2 separate regions of the Mus musculus genome follow, and region 2 is linked to region 1. A link is a contact called in public capture Hi-C data. All regions are on one chromosome and are shown on one strand. Each heading gives the region's core, a stretch centred on a gene start, on an enhancer-like site or on the middle of the called end of the contact. The rest is flanking DNA. Distances are from core to core; before and after follow the strand shown. Region 1 has its middle 74 kb from the start of Fbxl4. Region 2 has its middle 59 kb from the start of Gm31085.

Region 1 (2,945 bases), core at 229-2,728:
TAAGGAATAATCAAATTCAGGCATGAAGTCAATAAAATAGAAACAACCAACAACTAAAATGCAAAGGATCAATGAAACGAAGAATTGGTTCTTTGAAAAATTAACAAGATTTACAACCCTTAGTCAAATTAACTATAAAGAGGGAAGATTCTAATTATTAAAGTTAGAGGTTAGAAAGGTTACATTACAATAGACACACATGAAATTCAGAGAATCACGAGGACATACTTTTAAATTCTGCATTCCACCAGACTAGAAAACCTGTATAAAATTTATGGATTTCTTCACACACACATTTACTTATATGTATTTATTTACTTACTGAAGTAAAATCAAAATCATATGAGCAATTTAAACACACCCATAATTCTTAGTGAAATATAAGCAGTAATTAATTCAAGCAAAGTCTAGAGAAAGGGAAAATATTTTTGCCAATTATGCATATGATACAGAGTTAGTATTTAGAATATGTAAAGAACTAAAAAGAAAATGAATATCAAAAAAACCAAACAACACAATGAAAACAGGAATAGAGAAATAAACTGGGAGTTCTCAAAACACAAGTAACCTGAAGCTCTTAAAGAAAAGCTACCCATCCATTGCCCCAGGGGAATGTCTTACCTCAAAATGACTAGGATCAATAGAATGAAGGACAGCTCATGCTGTCAAGGATGTGGGGAAGGAGAGTACTTACCATTGCTGGTGGGAGTGACAATGCGTATAGACACCCGGGAAATCAGTACGGAGGTTCCTCAAAAAGCTGAAAATTAATATACAAGATCCAGCTATACCACCTTTGGGCGTATACCCAAAATTCTCTATATTTTACTCTAGAACTATGTACTCATCCATGTTCACTACTGCTCTATTCATAATAGCCAGAAATTAGAAATAGCCTAGATATCCATCTGCTGATGAATAGATGATGAAAATGTACATTTCCACAATGGAATATAATCAAGCTTTAAAAAGAGAGAAAAATTATAAAATTTAAAGTTCTGCTGTTTCAAAATAATACAACATTCCCTGAAACAAACCTTCTTGCTTCTATAGTATTTAGACTGCAATGTCCTCCTGATAACTGTCTCCCATCCCACACTTATTTCTAATTTCTCTTGGTACTTTCATAGTTCAATGTTAGATCCTTGGGATTGCAGCAGATCATATTGTTACAGTAATAATAATAAGTGATCTTATTATCTCCCTTGGCATTCAAGTGTTGGAAATGTAATAACCAATGCAACACTGTTGAGCAGTGGTGGGGACAGAGAGACACGGGTTTCTGCCCCTGGAACAGGGCTCTGGTGTCGGCCTCCATGAGTGTAGATGATTGTTGTGGGTGTAAGGCTAGTTTGTATAATAGTATACATATTTTCTGGAACCCCTGCTGGCAGTGGAGGACTCTTTCCTTCAGAGGAAAGTCCTCCTGATTAAGGTTCATGATTCCATGATAATTAGAAACAGCAGGAGTTGAGGGTGTGGCTATGACTCAGCAAAGTAGACCTGAGAGCTTTGGGACAGCCCTTAAAGCTATGAGAAGGAGCTCTAAATACATTCGCTCAAAAATTTATATTTTCTCAATTATGTAAAAAATAAAGATGCAATATGAATCATAAGAGGAGCTTCACAAATCTAAAGGAACAAAAGCAGCTTTGCTGTAAGCCAACTTGTATGGAAATTACCCAGGAAGAAGATAAGAGATTTAGGGAGTGGGGATTGCATAAGTCCCACATAGATGAGTTTTCTGTTTATGCTTTCAAAGGCAGATAGATTCTTGAGTTCAGGGTCAGCCTAGGAAAGAGAGATGTTAGCCTCAGGCGTGGTGGAAATGGTAGCTGCAGGGCAGGGTTCCATTCTACTAGTTTACCTTCTGTTCTTAACAAAGGAAGACAGATCTCTGAATTCTTTTGGAATGATAAGAAAAAAAGATATGCTTGCTGTCTCCTAAAAACCAAAGGGTTGGCCTCACAGGATGTGATGTGGAATTATAAGGCAATCAAAAGGAAACCTGGAGTAAATGACTGGATTGATATGTAAATAAAAGACTGGACCTGTGTTCTGCAGGAGAGGAGCTATTCAGAGAATTTTTTTAAGATAAAAGAGAGAACAGCTTGGAGAACTGACACAAGCAAGCAGGACATGGATAGAGATCTCCAGAAAGTTGAACCTAGACAGACGCAGGCTGGAACAAGGTTGTATGAAGCAGAACACAGGTCGTCTTCCAGTTGTTCTTTTCAGCAGTCCCAGACACCCCTTCTCTCAGAACCCTTCTCCAAGCTAAGGCTGATCCTTGGCAGAATGGGACCTCTAGGACGTGATCTTGTCATGAAAAGGGTGTTTGATTTGCAGGGTGTGGCCATTGCAGGCTAGGTTACTATTTCAAGGCCGGTCATTGCACAGTAAGTTACTATTGGTTGTTTTTTGCTCTTTCTCTTTTACTTTCCGCCATGGAAGGTGGTCATAAGAATTCCCCACCAGACATTGGCCACTTAACATTGGATTTCACTACCATCAAAACTATGAGAAATGGTTCTTCTTTTTCTTTTTTAAGTTAGCCAATCAATGGTATTCCATCATAGCAATGCAAGTGAACAAAATGAATGGTTTGAATCATGGCTGTCTTTTTTTTTTTTTTTTTCTAAATTACAGCCTTCCCAAAGACAAAAGACAGAGCATGAGTTCTCACTACAGCCTTCCAGGACTACCTGCTGATAGAAGGCTTATATCTACACCATATAACCTTATGACATTCCAAGTCTATCTTCTCTTCCATAACAGGATAACTTTATAAGCCTGTTGTTAAAAATTCAGCGAAATAATAAAGGTGAAGTACAAGGCTTGGTGTTTGATATGAAAACTACTATTCACAAAATGCTCAATATTGCTTTGAATGACATTCAGTAAATTTACTGAGTTAATAACAATTGAATTAATAACTTAACTGA
Region 2 (2,945 bases), core at 166-2,665, 1.3 Mb before region 1:
AAGTCTATAGAAAACCAAATAGATTTGAGCACATAATAATGAAAACTCTAAATGCACAAAACAAGGAAAGAATATTAGAAGCAGTAAGGGAATAAGGCATGTATCATATAAAGGCAGACCTATAAGAAATAGACCAGACTTCTCAATACAGACTCTAAAACCCAGAAGATCCTGGACAAATGTCATCCAGACCCAAAGAGAACTCAAATGCTAGCCCAAGCTACTATATCCAGCAAACCTCTCAATCATCAGAGATGGAGGACACAAAATATTCTCTGACTTAACTAAGTTTAAACAATATATATCTACTAATCCAGCCCTATAGAAGGAAAACTACAACACAAAAAGGTTATCTACACCAAAGAACAAAGAAGAAATCACAAGTTTCACAACAAACCCGAAAGAAAAGAATTACACACATGCCATCTCTAACAACAAATATAATAGGAACTAACAACCACTTGTCTTTAATAACTCTCGACATCAATGGACTCAATTCCCCAATTAAAAGACATGACTAACAACCTGGATATTCAAGTAAAATCCAGCATTTTTCTGCATACAGGAAACACACCTGAATGGCAAAGACAGGCACTATCTCAGGGTAAAAGACTGGAAAAAAGTTTTTCAAGCAAATGATCCCAAGAAATAAGCTGAATTAGCAATTTTAATATCTAATAAAATAGATTTTCAACTATAAGTTATCAACCGGGGAAGGACACTGTCTTAGTCAGGGTTTCTATTTTTGCACAAACATCATGACCAAGAAACAAGTTGGGGAGGAAAGGATTTATTCAGCTTACACTTCCATACTGCTGTTCATCACGAAGGAAGTCAGAACTGGAACTCAAGCAGGTCAGAAAGCAGGAGCTGATGCAGAGGCCATGGAGGCATGTTCTTTACTGGCTTGCTTCCCCTGGCTTGCTCAGCCTGCTCTCTTATAGAACACAAAACTACCAGCCCAGAGATGGTCCCACCCACAAGGGGTCTTCCTCCTTGATCACTAATTGAGAAAATGCCTTACAGTTGGATCTCATGGAGGCATTTCCTCAACTAAAGCTCCTTTCTCTGTGATAACTCCAGCTGTGTCAAGTTGACACAAAACTAGCCAGTAGAGACACTTTATATTCATCAAATGAAAAATCCAAAAGGATGAAGTCTCAATTCTGAACATCTATGCCCCAAACACAAGGTCATCCATACTCATAAAAGAAAGTTTACTAAAACTCAAAACAAACATTGAACTTCACCCAATAATAGTGGGAGATTTCAACAACCCATACAAGCAGCTTAGCAGCACAACTGAAAGGTTTAGAACAGAAAGAAGCAAACACACCCAAGAGGAATAGAGACAGAAAATTGTGTCCTTCCTCCAGCCTTGAATAGGCTAAACAAACTTCTACTGGTTTTACAGCCTGGCTGAGTCAGCACCTGGCCTTGTCTTATTTGCATTTCCCTACCAGAGCCTGGAAGAGTTGACCTCCTGCTGAGCTTGCTTTGCAACAGAATCCAGCTGAAACAAAGGATGGGTATTAGGGTTTTGCTTATATTTGCTGCAAAGCTGAAAATTAAACTTTTAGCCTTGATCAGAAACCTTTGTCTTGGCTTCATTCTTCTCTCAGCCACCTGTCCTTTTTCATTTCCAGCCTCCTTTCAGATGTACCAAGTTCTCTGTGGCTGCTGGACAGCTACCGGAAATTCAAACTCAGGGCTGAAACCAACCAGTTAGAGACAAGGACAACTATACAAAGAATCAACAAAACCAAGAGCTGGTTCTTTGAGAAATTCAACAAGATAGAAAAAACATTAACCAAACTAACTAAAGAGCACAGAAACAGTATCCAAATTAACAAAATCAGAAATGAAAAAGAAGAAAAAACAACAGAAACTGAGGAAATTAAAAAAAAGTCATCAGATATTACTACAAAAACCTATACTCATCAAAACTGGGAAATATAGATGAAATGGATGATTTTCCAGACAGATACTCTGAAACAAAGTTAAATCAAGAGCAGGTAAACCATGCAAACAGTCCTATAACCCCTAAAGAAATATTAGCTGTCATTAAAAACTCCCAACCCAAACGAGACCAGTGCCAGAAGGTTTTAGTGAAGAATTCTATCATACCTTCAAAGGAGAGCTAATACCAACACTTCTCAAACTATTCCATAAATTAGTAACAGAAGGAACACTACCTAATTCATTCCATGAAGCCATAGTTGCTTTGATACTTAAACCACAGAAAGACCCAACAATGAAAAAGAACTTCAGACCAATTTTGCTTATGAATATTGATGGAAAAATACTCAGTAAAGTTCTGACAAACTGAATCCAAGAATACATCAAAATGACCCCTCACCACAATTAAGTAGGCTTCATCCTGGGGATGCAGGGATGGTCCAATATACAGAAATCCATCAATGGAAAATCAATGGAAACCACTACTTAAACAAACTCAAAGGAAAACAACAACAACAACATATGATCACTTCATTAGATGTTGAAAAAGCATTTTATAAAATACAAAAGCCCTTCATGTTAGAAGTAATGAAATAATCAGAAATTAAAGGCACTTACCTAAACATAATAAATGCAATATACAGCAAATCAACAGCCAATATCAAGTTAAATGGATAGATACTTGAAACAATCCCACTAAAATCTGGGTCAAGACAGAACTGCCTACTCTCTTCATATCAATTCAATATAGTACTCAAAGTTCTAGCTAGATCAATACTACCTATAGCAATAAGACAGCAAAAGGAGTTCAAAGGGATTCCAATAGAAAAAGAAGAGATCAATATATCCCTATTTGTGGATGATATGATAATATATATAATAAACTCCCAAAATTCTACCAGGGAACTTCTACAGCTAGTAAACAACTTCAGCAAAGTGGCTAAATATTAAACTAACTTAAACAAATCACTTACTTTATATGAATG

Evidence for each region. Capture Hi-C pulls out chosen DNA fragments and counts their contacts.
Region 2: a contact with region 1 is called in a capture Hi-C map of embryonic stem cells, with 5 times the contacts expected there. The contact joins two enhancer-like sites. A contact is called at or near these places in 1 of 115 datasets of contacts at active chromatin or transcription factors (embryonic stem cells) and 1 of 9 other capture datasets (embryonic stem cells).

What each region holds. Positions count from the first base shown.
Region 1 is chr4:22,281,649-22,284,593 of GRCm38.p6, reverse strand. No RefSeq gene overlaps it. Among named protein-coding and RNA genes, the nearest start is that of Fbxl4, 74 kb to the left of the region's middle. Within about 2 kb of position 1,478, at least 7 of the 459 cell types and tissues checked have an H3K27ac peak or open chromatin away from gene starts, as enhancers often do. A contact at or near this core is called in embryonic stem cells, where this site is marked.
Region 2 is chr4:23,571,726-23,574,670 of GRCm38.p6, reverse strand. No RefSeq gene overlaps it. Among named protein-coding and RNA genes, the nearest start is that of Gm31085, 59 kb to the right of the region's middle. Within about 2 kb of position 1,415, at least 6 of the 459 cell types and tissues checked have an H3K27ac peak or open chromatin away from gene starts, as enhancers often do. A contact at or near this core is called in embryonic stem cells, where this site is marked.